Linked DNA regions of Mus musculus: region 1 is linked to region 2. A link is a contact called in public Hi-C data. All regions are on one chromosome and are shown on one strand. The core of a region is the stretch at or near the end of the contact, and the rest is flanking DNA. Distances in the headings are between cores, read along the strand shown.

Region 1 (3,666 bases), core at 970-3,469, 270 kb before region 2:
AGGCCACCCTGGTCTACACAGTGAATCCCAGGCCAGTCTTTAACAGAGTAAAACCTTCTCTAAGAGCTGAGGAGGATGTGGCTCCGAGGCACAGTGGTTACCTTACACTCAGTGTGCCATGGGTTTGATACCCCATACTGCAACACAATAAATAGAAGATAAAAAAAAGCAACCTCTAAGTAACTCCAGAAAACAAACAACTGTGTGGCCAATCCTATGAGTAGCTGTGCTCAGTGGAGCTAGACAGGGTGGATTGGGTAGAATAGAAGCCTTTCTGCTCTATGCCACGCACCTGCGTACCAGTCACCAGGAGCTGCTGAAGGGACATAGAAGCACTGTTAACATTCACCTCTGTCCCCAGTCTCTGCTTCTGGGTCTTGGCTACCTGAAGAAAGAGGTCTCCATTTGGTAAACACAGGGATGTAACTCTGCCCACCGAACCCCCTTAATCTGAATATCTGAAACCCAAAATGCAAGCTCCAAAACATTTCCATCAATGGACCCTCCACCCCTGCTTCCCTGCTGTTTCCTCTCAGGTCAGGCCTCTCTGGCATCAGCATCTGCCTTAGTTAATGTCTCTAGTGCTGTGAAGAGACACCATGGCCATGGCAATTCTTATAAAAGAAAACATTCAACTTAGAGTTCAGAGGTTTAGTCCATTATCATCGTGGTGGGAAGCATGGCAGCATGCAGGCGGACATGGTGTTGAAGAAGATGCTCAGAGGTCTATATCAGGAGCGACAGAGACACACTGAGCCTGGCTTGAGCATCTGAGACCTCAAAGCCCACCCACAGTGACACACCTCCTCCAACAAGGCCACACCTACTTTAATACGGCCACACCTCCTAATAGTGCCACTCCTTATGGCACTGTTTTCATTCAAACAACCATAGCATCCTTCCACGAATGATGGATGCATCTGTAGCACAAGGCCCTTATGTGGAGAGCCTTAGGGTATCCGACTGGGACCTGCAGAGACATAAGAACTGATGGATATGCTTTTGCTAGCTGCCTGTACACTTCCCAGAGGCAAAGCCCTATGACTCATAACCAGGTAGGTAGTTACAGACAACTGATACCTCCCAAGGGGGTTAGAAGGGATCTTGTTGCGAACGATCCTCTGGGAGTTGTTGCTTTGGGAACCATTAGGTGAGGATAATTAACTCAGCTACTTGTTTTGTCAACTCCCGCTTTTTCCACACAACCTTTTACAGATACGGCAGCCTGACAGTTGCTAGATCCATCTGGGACACTCTCCTTATTCTGGAAGGCTGGCAGAACTTGTGGTTGTTCTACTGAGGAGAGGGTGGGGACCACGCTTTCTAAACAGGCCACACAGTGAGCGATCTCTGATCTGTCTCCAGGGATTCCAATTGGCCAGTGCCATGTACTGCTACCTGGGCAGTGAGGTTTGGAAGATGGCATGGAAAACAGGTGAGAGTTTTGTTTGTTTGTTTCTCACTGAGGGCTTTAAGTACTGAAGGAACATAAGAATAGTAACAGGGATATTGCATCATCCCATATCAAGTCAAGAAATTGATATTTCATTCTGATTTATTTAATAATCTAAGAAATGTATACTATTTGTGGAGTCTATTCTATGAGCTGTTTTGTCAGATATGGGCTCTATCTGTAAAGAGCTTAGACTTGCATCAGGTATTTGGGGTATATCTGTGGGTGTGTGCCTATATAACAGAGGGAACTTGTAAGATGAAGGGCAAGCAAACAGAAAAGCTAACACCCAGGGCAATGGAGAGAATCAGAAACGATGGAGTAGGCTTGAGCGAACACACATAGTGGAATCCTAGGTCGAGTGCATGGGTACATAAGGTTTTCACTGGGCAGTTAGAGGGTAGGAGGATGCCTCAGAAAGAGTATCTTTAAAACAAAACAAAACAAATCAATCAATCAAACAAACATAAAAACCAACAGCCCTCCTGGGAGAAGTCCATTATCTAGAGAAGCACTTAGGAAAAAAAAAATACATTGAGTTGTTTTGTAACTTGAGTGCCAGACAGCTAGGGGCTGCTTCTTTTAGGACGGCAGAAAAGAGGTCTAACCTGGAGAACTCGTTCAAAGGAGCTCAAGCTGGATGTGATGTCACGGCGGCGGGAAGGAACCCCGGGTAGACAGCCTGAGTCCCACAAGATCTACTAACAGACAAGGAGAATGAGGGATGCAGCTGCGGGGGAGGGTGCCATGGAAGCCTTGGATGGAGCTGCTGAGTAGGGTCACAAGCAGGTCAGGCCTGCCGGTAAGGATCAGGCCGTTTGCAGCTGGGGTTTCATGTGAAGGGCGGGTGCTGATTCATGAAAATCAAAGCACAAGAGGAAGTCTCCCCTGCAGTTCCCTGCTCAGGAGCAGAGCAGGTCAGACGTTACAGATGACTGTGTGCAGCCAAGGCAGGAGAGAATGCTTTCTTGTCACTTGCTCTCTTTTTACAGTTTACCCTACTGTATGCTTTAGCTTTTTAAGTTGTGAGATGTGACACGTGGAAAACGTATAAAACAACAAAGAGTTGTTTGGCAGAGTTGGGGTAGAGATTTGACAGAGGCATTACTCATGCTACAACCACAGCACCAACAAGGTCTCACCATGTAGCCTTGGCTTGCCTGGAGCTCACTATGTAGATATCGGGCTGGCCTCAAAATCACAGAGATCTGTCTGTCTCTGTCTCTGCCTCTGGTTCCCGAATGCAGATAGTAAGGGCATACATTACCATGTTTGGCTGCATGCATAGATTTAATTAAGGCTCAACCCTCCAGGATCATAAGGGGGCATCAGATCCCTGGAACTTGGAGTTAAGGGCTGTTATGGGTTGCCATAGAGGTGCCAGGAACTGAACTGGGTTCTCTGCAAGAGCAGCAAGTGTTCTTAACCACTGAGCCATCTCTCCAGCCCCAAGGCTCAATTAATTTTTGTGAAGCCAATGACTCTGTCACCACTTCCCAAGTACAGGGACAGCACACCTGCGGCACACCCAAAGCCTCTGGGTCATGTGATCCTTTTTCACGAGAGAGAGAGAGAGAGAGAGAGAGAGAGAGAGAGAGAGAGAGAGAGAACTTAGCATCATTTAGACACATTTCAAGTTCAGCCGCCGGGAACCGGTTCTGTCTACCCCGAGGAGGGCCAGTTGCTGAAGAGTTTGAGCTAATTCTTAGTGACAGGGATAGGAGAAAAGGATGGGGGAACTCAGAGCTGTTAAAAACCTGATGTGGAGAAGGTGGGCTGCCAGATGCAGACATATTAACAGTGACCAGGGGCTTCGGTGTAGCTCCGTGGTAGTCTAGTTGCCTGGTAATGTACAAGGTCCCATGATGGATCTCCAGTATAATTAAAAACTAAATAATTCCTTCCCAGAATGCCTCGAAATGAGGACCAGCCTTAGGCTCTAAATGCAATGACCATCAGGCAAGCTAAACAGCTTGCAAGCTGACTCAGACTTAGATCGAGACATGATCTTAGACCTATAGGGTTCGAAGCCACAGGCAAAGATGACAGGACAACCCTCCCCCCCACCAACCCCCAAAACCCTAGGGAAACCTCATCCACTGTTTCAATCGGAAAGTTACTATGAAAACATGGGGCAGTCTGCCTTCATATATTTTATGATATAGAAAGAAAGACAGAAAGAAACCCTGCAGCTAATCACAATCCTAACATAG
Region 2 (3,662 bases), core at 75-2,574:
GGATGCTGTAGATGGTCTACCATAGTGCCTTGTGTTACCTGTTCTGAAACAGTGGCTTCCACTTGATTGTCCTGTGAGGCTTGGTGGCAGTGAGACTCCTGATTCTTTCCCACTGACAAAGTCACACACCATAGTGACATGACAGTTCAGCTTTCCACAGATCCTCCCTCGTCAGGCCTATCTGGGTGAGAACTATTCTATAGCACTGTAGTTTTGAGAAGTGAAGTGCTACTGTCCCGTGTTTAAGGTTATAGGACTCATTAAAGACAGGTCTGTAGAGCGTTCACACATAAAGTGTCCTGCTTCTTTACGCTGATTAGCCACGGGGTTAGCAGAGCTACCTGAAGCATCATTGCTTTTAATTAGCATTTTATAAATCTGATCCAGAACAGTGGTTCTGTGTCGGTTCTACCTGCTTCTTGTTAAAACTCCCCAGCTTGGAGCTGGGGAGATGGCTCAGTGGGTAAAATGTTTGCTGTGTAGGCATGAGGACCAAGAGCAGATTCTCAGTACCTATATAAAAACAAGGCACCGTGGCACCAGCCTGCAACTCTGGTGGATCCTGGTGGCTCCCAGTCTAACCATTGTGGCTAGCATCAATTGCAGTGAGAGACTCTCTCTAAAAACTAAGGTGGAGAGTGATAGAGGAAGATACTGAATGCAACTCCGAGACTACACATTCACACCCAATCGAGTGTACTGCATACAATAAGATCCACCAATGGTTGCAAGAGGGCGGGTCAAAAGGCCAGCGCTAGTGAGGCTAACATCTTCCCTTCTCCTCTTCTTTTCCCAAAGATAATGGCCCCGTCACAGCCCAGCACATCCCAGGCCCAGGAGTTGAGCTGGAGGAGACAGCCCGGCCTGCTGCACCTGCGCAGCTGTGGAGATCTAAGCACCTTCTCTCTGACAGCAAGGCCGAGAGCCGAGAGGAGGCCCCAGCAGCGAGCGGAGGCTGAGCGGCCACACAGCCTTATTGGTGTCATTCGAGAGACTGTCCTGTGAACTGAGTGACATGGAAGGATGTCCCTCCTCAGTGCTGTTTACTGTCTGGGAGCCAGGGGCACCCCTCCCCCTCCCCCCACTGGGAACCCCTCAACCGGGTTCCTGGGGTGGGCACTTATTCCTGTTCTTTGGCTCCCTTTTTTTGCTGACGAGGGCACTCAGGTGAACTCGGGTGAAGTACGTTCTTCCTGGCCCTTCCAGTCTGTGTGTTCCTGGTTGGAGAAGAAGGCAGGGAGGGCTCCTTTGTCTGCTGGGTCTCACAGTATCCCCAAGGGGTGCACACTGGGTGAGCAGAAAGCAGGCTCCCTAGCCTTTGCCTGCCTCACCCCTCATGGCTCTTGTTGTTGCCAAGTTCATTCCCTTGCTGTAAGGGGAGAGCTGCCGGGCTATTTATAGCAGCCTGCCGCCTCTGGCTGCTCAGTGAGAGGAATTGGCAGGAGACATGATGGTTAACACCATGTGACTCCAGTCTTCCAGCCTCCTTTAGGTTACCCTCAATCCCTTCCTCTTTAGGAAAAGCAGCAGACCAGCTAAGCGGTGTTTTGTTTTCTTTTCTTTTGTTTTGTTTTTAAATGAAGGACGTTAAGGGTGAGCACTATGGTTGAGTCCATTCCTTCATGCTTGCAAACTAGAAGACAGAACAGAGAATAAAGCGCTGGCGTTGGAAAGTCTGGACTCCATGTGTAGTGTTTGTGTGATCTCAAATGACCAGGCCTTAACTCATGGAGGGTGAATTTTGGGCTGTGGTGGCCAGGGTGCCCCTCTAGGCCACCAAACTAAGTTCATTTCCACAGTTCCAGAGCCCCATAGATAACAATGCATCAGGCAAATCCTGGGCTGAATTTAACAGGTTAGCCTGAATGGCTCTGTGGACCTGCATTCTAGTGGGGTATAAAGAGAAAGTCAGTAAAGCAATTACTGATAGTACTGATGCTAAGAAGTAAGGGGGTGGTCAGGGAGGGCTTCTCTGAGGAAACGACATTTGATCTTGACCTTGACTTTGAGGACCAGGGGAGACTATTCGAGACAGAGACAGAGGCCAGGCATACTAGTGATCACAGAATCGTTTTTGAAGGAGAGGTGGACGGAAGCCTGGCTAGCTGCAACCTATGTTAACGGTGAGATACCACGGAAATTTCTAACACAAACAAGATAAACTTAATCCTATTTCGAAATGATCACTGTGCTGGTGGGAAAGTGGTTAATTTAAATGGGAGAGGAGGCAAGGAAATGGACTAAGGCTGCCTGGGGCGGTGAGCGCTGGTTTTATTGGGCCCCGCCTTAGTACTATGATGAGGGTATTAAATTCTCATCTGGTGCTCATCACAGCCTATTTAGTGGGAGCTGCTATTTTCTCCATTTTATAGGATAATGATATTTCACAACTTGTCCAAGATCACACAGAAACCAAGGGGTAGAGCTGACATTCACACCCAAGTGGCCAGACTCGGGAACCTCTCTGTGTCCAGCTTCTCAGGTGGTAGTATTTGTGTTCCCGGTTGCGGAGCATCCTGCATCGTTCATGGGACCATAGCCTCCCCTGACTCTATCAACCATTCATATTAGAGTGGCCTCAGGGGTCACTGAGCTGTCCTGGAAAGTGGGCTTTGGAAACGTTGAGAAACGAAGGGCCGTGAGCAAGCTGGGTCTGGCTGAGTGCCTGAGTGAGGTGCATTAGGGGCCTCCTTCCCCAAGGGCGGTTTCTGTTGTTACCACCTCCGCTCCATCCTGAATGAGAGACACCTCTTCTGGCCTCTCTAAAAGTCCTCATTGTCACCATGTAGCTTTGCACCACAGCCTGGGCTGCTGCCCAAGGTCAAACCTGCTTTCTCTGTGAGTCACTGTGTATCACAAACCTCTGCTCTCACCGCTGGTCACTCACAGGGTAGACTGCCCAGGAACCGGGTCGGTCTTGCCACGTCCCTTGGCATTCTCTTCAGCCGCCTTTTTCAGGGGGAGGGCTAGGAATTCTCAGCCTACCAAGGGCTTCTCCCCATAGTTTGTAAGAGAAAGTACTGGCCACATCTCTGTGTGTGGCTAGACTTTTCATACCCTCTGCCCATAGCTGCAGCTCTTTCCAATCTCTTTCCCGACTCCCTTGCTGGTTGCCTTGGACCACTGAGTGTATAGCATGCCTTGAAGGCTCAGGGCAGATGGCTGGGTATCAGAAGTGTGAACCTTTGAGGCATGGTACAGAGATGCCCCCGTGTGTCCTGAGGACAGGGTGGTTGACAGACATAAGCCAGCAAGGAAAGACATGACACCTGAGGGCACCACCCAAAGGGCAGCAGGTGGTAGGGGGGCTGCCTCAGTTTATTAGAATTGCCTCTGCAGGGTCAAAATGTCTCATGGAAGTCTAGAACCTGAATGTGTTGGCGAAGGGTCCAATCTCTTCCTTGACCTCCACCCTCTTTGTAATATTGCAATATTGATGATACTACCGTATTTTATGAGTGTTTATCTCATGAGGCACTTAGAAATAATACCATTCATCCCCCCCGCCCCCCCCCGCCCCGTGTGTGTAAATATTCTCAAATGCCAAAGTATTAAAAGTGTGGCATGCATATACATAGGTTAACTGAGTATATATAGGGCAGGCTGTTTTTCATTAAAACACCACAGGGATCCACGGTCCAGAGGTAGAGACAAAGGATTTC

The links. Hi-C and Micro-C count contacts between places; a contact is called where the count stands out from the background.
Region 1: a contact with region 2 is called in a Hi-C map of uterus, with 3 times the contacts expected there. A contact is called at or near these places in 2 of 484 Hi-C or Micro-C datasets (bone marrow-derived macrophages and uterus), 1 of 130 datasets of targeted methods (pancreatic cancer cells) and 1 of 9 other capture datasets (embryonic stem cells).

The regions. Positions count from the first base shown.
Region 1 is chr19:24,240,929-24,244,594 of GRCm38.p6, reverse strand. No RefSeq gene overlaps it. Among named protein-coding and RNA genes, the nearest start is that of Tjp2, 18 kb to the right of the region's middle.
Region 2 is chr19:23,970,768-23,974,429 of GRCm38.p6, reverse strand. Fam189a2 (family with sequence similarity 189, member A2) reads left to right here. Exons shown (of 11, transcript NM_001114174.1): 11 at 799-1,680. The coding sequence ends at 1,005. Among named protein-coding and RNA genes, the nearest start is that of Gm34076, 55 kb to the right of the region's middle.